2 separate regions of the Mus musculus genome follow, and region 1 is linked to region 2. The links are chromatin contacts, called in public HiChIP or PLAC-seq maps. All regions are on one chromosome and are shown on one strand. The core of a region is the stretch at or near the end of the contact, and the rest is flanking DNA. Distances in the headings are between cores, read along the strand shown.

Region 1 (4,150 bases), core at 523-3,022, 190 kb after region 2:
ACTGGAGACAGGCTTGGCATGGAGATCGGCTCCTCTCCAAGGAGCTAACACTTTTTGGCAAGAAACAAACGGACATGAAAATCGATGTGGCAAGTGGCTACTCTAGGCCAGTGCCAGAATCTGGAATGTAGCGTAGAGCAAGCCACAGAATCCCATTCCCTCACACACAGTCCAGCCAGGCAGGTGATGCAGTGGCAGAGACGTGACAGGGACTAAGAGAATCCATGGGACCACAGAATCCACGGGAATACCACCTTAGATGCACATGCTTGGCAACATTCCCCATAGAAGCTCTCCATACAGGCTGAGGCCAAGGACGCACGGGACAGGGGTCGTCTGCAGGGCTGTCAGAAGAGGGACTGACATGTATACAAGCTTGGGGCCAGAGAAAGTAGAGTGCCCTTGGGAACCAAGAGAATGACTTTACAATGCAGAAAACAGAACCAGCAGGGGAGCCGATGAAATTGAACAGCCTTGACAGTCCCAAGCCGCAGGTAACTAACAGGAGCTTAGACATAGGCACCAGCACAGAGCTGGGGTACACAGAAAAGGGAGCAACGGAATTCCCTGAGCATGGCCAGAAAATGCTTTGCAATGAGCAGCCTGCTAAAGAATGACTAAGGTTTGCTCCAGATGTGAGAAGACTGCTTCAGAGGGAGGAAGCCGAGTATGCAAAGGCAGTGTGGCTCAGGCAAGAGTAACTTTATACTCTCTCCAGTCCCAGGTGAGATCCTGGATGAGCAACACATGCTATGCCAGGTTCTCTGAGGCTCAAAATACGGGGTCTTAAGCCCCAAGAAAGGTGGAGGGAACACGCATGGAGTCCACGATCCTTCAGCCCGGGGACCCTCCTGCAGAGAACAACCTGTATCCAATATTCAGAACCATAGGCCGGTCAGCTGGAGTCACATTAGGGGGACAAGGAAAATGATCCCTTTCTAGAGAGGCCTTCATACGCCAGCAGTCATGGCCCTGGTCAGATATTGCGTAGAAACACCACCCAGAAAAGGATCCTCGGAAATCATGCCAATTCAATCAGCACAACTTGGTGTGTGATGTTCCAGACAGAGATGTTACAGAAATGTCACATTTATTCTTCTATCACCCTCATAGAGGAGGTTAATTTACAAGTGAGAAAAATGGCAGTCAAATATCCTGCCCAAGGCTCGGCATGATTAGTAAGTGAGAGTGAGAAAGGTCCGAGGACTTTCTGGGCCATATTTCCCTGCTGGTACTACACCGTTGCCCTAGACATGCACACATGCACATGCACACACACATACGCACGTGGAGGCAGAGGGCTGAAGAGTCTCCAACTGAAACAAATTCTACATAAAGCAAGTTCCGGACAGCCCTCAGAGGCACTTCAAATCTGTATCACTCCTCAGGCAGGCACCCCAGCACCCCACATGCATGTATGAGAATAGAAAAGTTGTGGATGAACAATTAGAATAAAGAAGCTGACGACGGGTATCTCAGAGAAAACCGACTAACAGGCTAAGATCCTAATATGGCTGGCCTAATCTCTAGCACAGATGTCCCAAAAGGCTGAACTGACCTGGAGAATTAAAGATAAGACATGGAGAAAGTGGCCCTCGGAGGTGATCACTCTGAAAATCACCTGTCCTCCAACCACAGGAAGGAACTGCAGAATTTGAACTTGTGAGTCATCCCGTTTATCTGTACCACCTCTGTTGAGTCATTGTTAACCAGTGAGCCTGCCCTTGTGTAAGGTGTGTGTTTGCATCTGGGCCCACACATTCAGCAGACAGCACCAGCCAGGGTGACTCATGAGTCCTCACATTTTGTCACCATTAAGTCTTGTCAGAGATTCTCTATGCTTGTCTGACTCCAGAGAGAATGTTTTTCCACAAACGGGAAGCCAGGGCGCAGGACGGGAAACCCCTCCACCAGCTATGTCTGAGTGTGTTCATCTCTCCTCAGAGTTCATCCACCAACTGCCCCCTCTTCCTTCTGCTGTCTTCAGCTTCTGTCAGTTCCTAGAAGATTGGCAGGAAACATAGTTTCACTGCGGGCCATCACTGTCTATTTCAAAACTCTTCAGGGTCTCAAAAGATCCCTGGTTCCTCTCATACACTCTTCTGAAAGTCTATTCATAGTCTTTGCCAATGATGTCATTCCTCACAGGAAAACCAAATGCACATCTTCACATGTTACTCACTGCCCAAAACCCTCCCATCTTCTACCATACACAGACCTGTAAATGTTGGTTTCCTCCACACACACACCAAATGTTATGTCTCTAATAATGTCCACTGTGTTTCCAGTCACACACAAGTCAAGCGGAACAGGTAAAATGTGGTCACAGCTGAGCAGTCCAGGGATGAGACCCAACCTAACCCGTGTCTGTCTGGATCACCTTCCTGGGATATTATGAACAGACTTGCTCAGGAATGACAATCTTAGCATCTGTGCCTTCCACAGGTAAATTGAAAGCTGAGGTGAGATGGGGAGACGGGAGCTGCTTCCCCAAGCCATAACCAGGAAAGCCCAAACAGTGGGTCCATGGTAAGGGGAGATAAAGCTTACCTGAGAAGTGGGGCTGAGAGAAAACCCACTCACTCCTGAGTCCCTAGGGCTTAGAACCCAGAAGGTGCTCTCCCCGGTGTTAGCCCTCAAGCATGGAAGGCAGTAGATGAAAGAGTTAAATGTCCACTTACATTGAAAAAAAAATATGACTGAAAATGTCTGAGTCACAGAGTACCTACAATCATATACTATTTCAGAAATGGTTTTTCCTGTACTCATAAAATGTCCTCCTCCAAGTTCTTCATCTTTACCTTTAGTGTGAGTTCCTGGGTCTCCCCGGATCCATCTTCTGCATTACCAGACATCCATTTCCAGAGTGTCAACACAGTTTTCTGTGGATGTTGTTTGGCATTATTTTTAAGTCAATCCCAGGATGTCACTACATGCCACAGAAAGAAGTGACAGAGACACAGAAGGCATGGAGAGGGGAAAGGAGGGATGGATTTTTAACTTCAAACGCATTACTCTTTTTCTTCTGCAAAGTTCTTATTCATGGCCTAAAATTGATTCTCCTCTGAGATCTTGCTTACAATTGCATCTGTTACTTGCGATAGGAATATGTATAACCAGCGATTTTTTCCTATAAAATATGTCTAAAGATTTCAAAAACCCTTCGAATGGACTTTGGTTGGGTTTGTTTCAGGCCAGGCCTTAACCGTACCCCTACACTGTCATTCCAATCAACTAAGAGAGAGTTCACTGTGACGGGAGAGCTTTCCAGTGGCATGGAACATTGAGCTGTTCCCTTGGAGCCACTTGGTTAAATCCTTACATGTTGGTATTAGTGTATTCATATGGTATTATAGTCATTACTGTATCTCATTTCAACTGTACAGGCACCACTTGAGGCTGCACTGTGGTTTTTATTCCTCAGATGGTATGATCAAGATCTCCAAGAGATAAGCTTGCCTCAGGCCACACTGTGTATAGGAAGACGGCCAGGTTTTATATATATGTTCATACTATTCTCTTGGCTGGTAGAATATGGATCTGGCCTTCATCTTTACGTGAGGGTTCTTACTTGCACCTGAGCAGTCGCTTGCTTCCCAGATGGATCTTGGCACACCCCTCCCCCTTGTCTAAGAAGGAAAGAAGCACATAGCTACTTTCCTCTGTGAGACAGCAAAGCTCACCAAGTGCCTTGGAGGAAAGCCGAACTATAATCTTACAGAGCAACAACCACCGTGGGCCAGGATTTATGCGTCATTTTATGACCAAAATTTCTCAACTCAGGTAGCTGTGACCCGCAGAGAAAAGGAAGCTTAAAATAACCAAGAATCACTGGGTCATGGCGCACACCTTTAACCCTAGCACTTGGAAGGCAGAGGCAGGCAAATCTCTGAGTTCGAGGCCAATCTGGTCTACAGAGAGGAAGTTCCAGGACAGCCAGGGCTGCACAGAGAAACCCTGTCTTGGAAAAAAAAAAAAACAAAGACAAAGGAAGAGGAAGAAGAGAAGGAAGAAGAAGAGGAGGAGGAGGAAGAGGAGGAGGAAAAAGAGGAGGGAGAGGGAGAGGAAGAAGAGGAGGAAGAGGATGAGGGAGAGAAGAAGGAAGAGGATGAGGAGAAGGAAGAAGAGGGGGAAGAAGAGGAAGAGGATG
Region 2 (4,385 bases), core at 1,281-3,780:
AATAACAACAATTACCGTACACACCACAAGCTGTCCCGCTGTCCTCCAAGCCAGCACGTGCATCAGCTGCTGGTTATTTTGATGCCCTGGATAAAAAGCTCTTTCGAGAAAATCTAGCACATCAAAATATTCTCATTCTCTGCTGATTGGCACCATGCCTCCTGGTCACTGCCCTCTCAGCTGGTTTTCATTCCTGTAAATGCAACTGAGCCAGGCCTTGAGGTCCTTTGCTCAGTGACCCAGGAGGACACTTCTGTGGGAGTCCTTGAAAGGGGAAAAGGCAAAAAGAGTAGGCACTGGACTATGGTCATTGGAAACCAGGCTGAGCTGTTATGAAAATCAACCCAGGATGGATGGATTATTTGACACCCACAAGTGGCTATCACCATATCAGGTCCCTGTGCCAGGTCCTGGGGAGACCAATAGTGTGGTAGGACCTAATAATCAAGCCATCATGGGAACAATTGTGGCAGCAGGTGGCAGCCATCTCCCAGTACACAGCAGAGTAAACTCGGTAAATGATGATTGCTGTTTATATATTCATACTTGGTTAAGATCCTTCAAATTCAGGGACAGAAACAGATCTAGTTAGAGCTAGCAATGAACTTTTATCAAGACGTGTAAATATGAACAACAATTTGGGGGCAGGACAGCTGGGCTTAGATCTTACTCACTTTGCTTTTTAAAATTTCTTCTTTTGGAAAAAACACAAGTGATTGAAATCCTTCTGTCCTTCAAGGTGACACCACAAGGACACAAACAAAAGCTCAGCTTGTGTCATTTGTAGTTCCACCCCTGAATGCACAGGTAGTTATTATTTGAGCTTGTGCTTTAAAAAAAATACAGTGTTATATGTGAAATGATTAATGGAGAAATGTATCCTATTATCTGGTAATTGTTAGTTTTTCATTAACAGTGATAAGTTTCCTCACAGAGCATCATGGCCATGATGTCAGCTCTGTTTTCTGCTATTCTGGTGTTGCCTGGTCTCTCACCTTTACTCCTAATGTGTGTTCATCCACCAGCCTGGACCTCACAGAGCATTAACAAGGAAAAAAAAAGTTCACTCTCTTCTTCCTTCATCCTCCCCAGAGTACCTGAAATGGCATGATGGTAGGTGTGGGGACAAAGTCAAAGTCAAAGGGAAGTTGAAATTCAGAGGACTGGAAATACATCAATAGGTCCTCTCCTTCCCACGTGACCTTCAATGGGGAAAAAGGACCACCTGGGCCTCACTCCATCCCAACTTCATGGAGCATGATTCTTGCCTAGACTAAGGTGTCACCTTCGTACCTTACCTTCCCTCTGTCACTCACTTTCCTGCATCCATTCCTTCCTGTGGCATTCATGAAGGTGGGGGTGGGGCATAGAACATGTCTTTCCGAAGGAAGTAAGTCATTTCACACAAGTGTGTGTGTGTGTGTGTTCATTTCCAAAATCCATAGAATTTTATTACAATTGTTAGTGCACATTTGGTGAAAAAGCTGACTTAGGGCATATTTCTCCCTTGAAGCTGAGGTGTAAACACCATAGAGGAAGGGGAGGTCAAACGGGGAAGACCCCATCAGCTCCTGAATCTATCAGATCCAAGACATTCTGGAGGGCCAACTGAGGACCCCCCACCATAAGTAAGTAGACAAAAGAGGTGAGAGAGAATTGAGGTGAGCCCTGGGGTGGTGCAGAAGGCCTGGCTTTCTCCTGGGTCTGTGTTTACTGACTCCTAAAAACCGACAGAAGCCCTAGGACCCCAGATCTAGAAACACGCAGGGAGCACATACAGACACAGTTCCATCTACAGTTTCCAAGGGACCAGCTCTCCTGGGAGGCCCCTGCAATGCCAGTGCTAAGGCTGGCAGTGGGAGTGGGAGTTGGGGTAATCTGAACACCTAAGGTCCTCTTCCTTTGACCTCAGGCAGATATACCTCTGTCTTGACATTCTAGTTAATTCTGCTTCTGCCTGGTTTCAGAGCAACCCCTGGCACTGGCCAATCCAGGAGTTTCCGGTGTTGTGGGTGTTCTCAGTGTTCCTTCAGCTCTCAGATTTGCAGAGATAGCAACACCTGATATCCTGGCCACCAAAGAAGACTAAGTCACCCCAGGAGGCTAGCAAGGCAGTGAGCCAGGGGAAGAGGTAAAGGGACTCCAACTCAGCCAATCAACTCAGCCCTGCTCAGCCTGTCTGCCCATTGGTGTTTGGAGCCAGCTACCTTGCCTGGTGCCCTAGAAAATCTCTCTCTGCATCTGTGACCTCCCCCCACCATGCATTTTCATCTAAACCAGGGGTTTTGAATTCTTCCCTGACTGGCTTTTCCTGGCTATGTCCCATCAACTCGGGAGCTATCCATCCCTTGTCCCCAGGACCCTTACAACCCGGACCCCTGGGTCTAGTCACAGCAGGTGCGGGCTGGGATTGGAGTTGGCCAGAGAGGGAGGGGTCGGGTGAGTGGGGGGCAGGATTTGGAGAGGGTGTGACGAGCCTGGAGGAGGGGCTAAATACAGTCAGGAAGCCTGTTAAAGAAGCTCTGTGCTCCAGCACGGCAGAGAGCGCCTGGAGCCGGAGGGGAGCGCATCGGTGAGTCAGGCTTCTCTGAGCCGAGCCCCGATACGGGTGCAACGCGGTGCGGCGGACTGGGGTTGCCGGGCTCCCTGGGACGGTGTGCTTGGATCCCTGTCTAGCTAGATCTTTGTGGGCTGAAGCGCACCCTTGAAAGAACTGTCCCGAGTAGATGTAGGAACACGAGATCGTGGGCACGCAAGGGAAGCGAAGGGAGTGAGGGTCTCCCTGGTCGTGAAATTCCCTGTTCCTGGATGACCAGAAGTACCAAAGTCAACACTGGCGCCTGCAGAAGCTGCATTGCCCAGCCTGAGCTCTCAGGCTAGAAGGGGACAGCGCTCAAGAGAGCCTGGAGTGAGGGATGCGCGCGCTGCGAGCGCGCTGGGGTGGCGGAACAGTAGCCCGCGCGCGGTAGAGGGCGAGTGCACAGCACGCCGACTGGGCAGTGCTCACAGACCCAAGAGCGCCTCTCTGCTCCTAGGTAAGAGGACTGTCAGCCAGGGTGATCTAGACTCGGTGTTTGTAGCAGGGTTCAGAGTGTAATATTGTGGGTACCAAGGGTTGATTCTGGAAGCTTGGGTTCCAAGTGCCGAGCACCAGGGTCCTCGGTGGGGCCTGCTGGGCATCCCAAGGCATAGCCTTACTGCTTGGGTCACCCAGTACATTCAGCTGTCTGCTGCCAGGTGTGGCAGAGGCTGGCACCCGGGATTGGGAAGGGCAGCGGTCGCTCTTGGGTTCAGGCAGAGAAGCTGCAGGGGAGGGAGAGAGGATTCTGGGGTCAGGGTGTTGAAACTTGAATCCAATGTAAACATAAGGCGTCTTTAGCACCGTTTGATTACAATGCTCTTGCTTTCCTAAAACTTTCTGAGATTCATAAGGAAGGTGATTTTTGGCTTGACCTTTCTCATCAGGTTTACTTCAGAGAGTCAAGAAGAGCCTGCTTGTTAGGCTGGTTTTTCCAAGTTGTTCCAGACTGGAAATTGTGCAGTTTGAAGGATAATTTATGGGTCTTTCGTGCGTTAAAGTGTATTACTACGAAGTCTTTTGGGTGCTGTGGGTATTAAGGAAAACTCAGTGCACGTTCCCAGCTGCAGACCAAAAATACTGCTCTCCTGGGTGCCTCTGCCCCCATCTATCATGGGAGGCCAATGGAAACCCTGGAGAAAAGCCATTTGATGTATTGCCCCCATCCTCCCAGAGTCCTCTCTGGCAGTACCAGTCTACTCTCCCCATAGGCATGGCCAGCTGAACTTTGCAAACTCAGAACTAGCCACAGAGGTCCCATCCATAACGTCTCCTCAGGGTCTCGAACTCCTGAAACTCAGTTATAACTGATGAAAAGGGCTGCCTGCCCCTCTCCCAGCAGTTCAGAGGGCAGTGCAGTCGCCCTTACCACCCTGCTTGGCCAGTGTAACAGTTCTCTACCAAATGAAACTTCCCCTCTCTCCAGAGTCACGGGCCACATTCGGTTTTCGTCTGCTGAGTAAGCCATGTGTCAGCCTGGCAACCTGAATTACTAACTCATCATAGATGGTATTCCCAGAGGTTCACAGGGGACACGCAGCTGGAGGAGAATGTGGTCTGGGGGATGAGGCCAGCATGGCTGGTAATGACATGCAGAAGACTTGACTGTCCCTTGTGCTGGGTCCTTGAAAGAGGATGGGGTTAATGACACATCTCTGCACTTTCCCTCATCCCAAGAAAATGTTAAGGGTCCCAGGTGTCAGAGGTCAGGGTCTCTGTGGTGTGGGACACATGATTTGACAGACTATCACAGTGACTCAGAAGGTTTAATAGTCAGCCAAACTCACTGTCATGCCTGGATAGCCAC

Evidence for each region. HiChIP or PLAC-seq counts read pairs in DNA pulled down with a chosen protein or histone mark.
Region 1: a contact with region 2 is called in an HNF4G HiChIP or PLAC-seq map of pancreatic cancer cells. The contact joins the enhancer-like site here to the promoter of Ngf in region 2. A contact is called at or near these places in 5 of 39 promoter capture datasets (the HPC-7 cell line, the SN4741 cell line, frontonasal cranial neural crest and 2 more), 2 of 484 Hi-C or Micro-C datasets (embryonic fibroblasts and nephron progenitors), 4 of 115 datasets of contacts at active chromatin or transcription factors (the NIH/3T3 cell line, embryonic fibroblasts, heart atrium and 1 more) and 2 of 9 other capture datasets (adipose tissue and liver).

Annotation. Positions count from the first base shown.
Region 1 is chr3:102,657,804-102,661,953 of GRCm38.p6, forward strand. No RefSeq gene overlaps it. Among named protein-coding and RNA genes, the nearest start is that of Gm40112, 34 kb to the right of the region's middle. Within about 2 kb of position 1,773, at least 32 of the 459 cell types and tissues checked have an H3K27ac peak or open chromatin away from gene starts, as enhancers often do. A contact at or near this core is called in pancreatic cancer cells, where this site is marked.
Region 2 is chr3:102,467,389-102,471,773 of GRCm38.p6, forward strand. Ngf (nerve growth factor) reads left to right here and starts at 2,531. Exons shown (of 3, transcript NM_001112698.2): 1 at 2,531-2,572.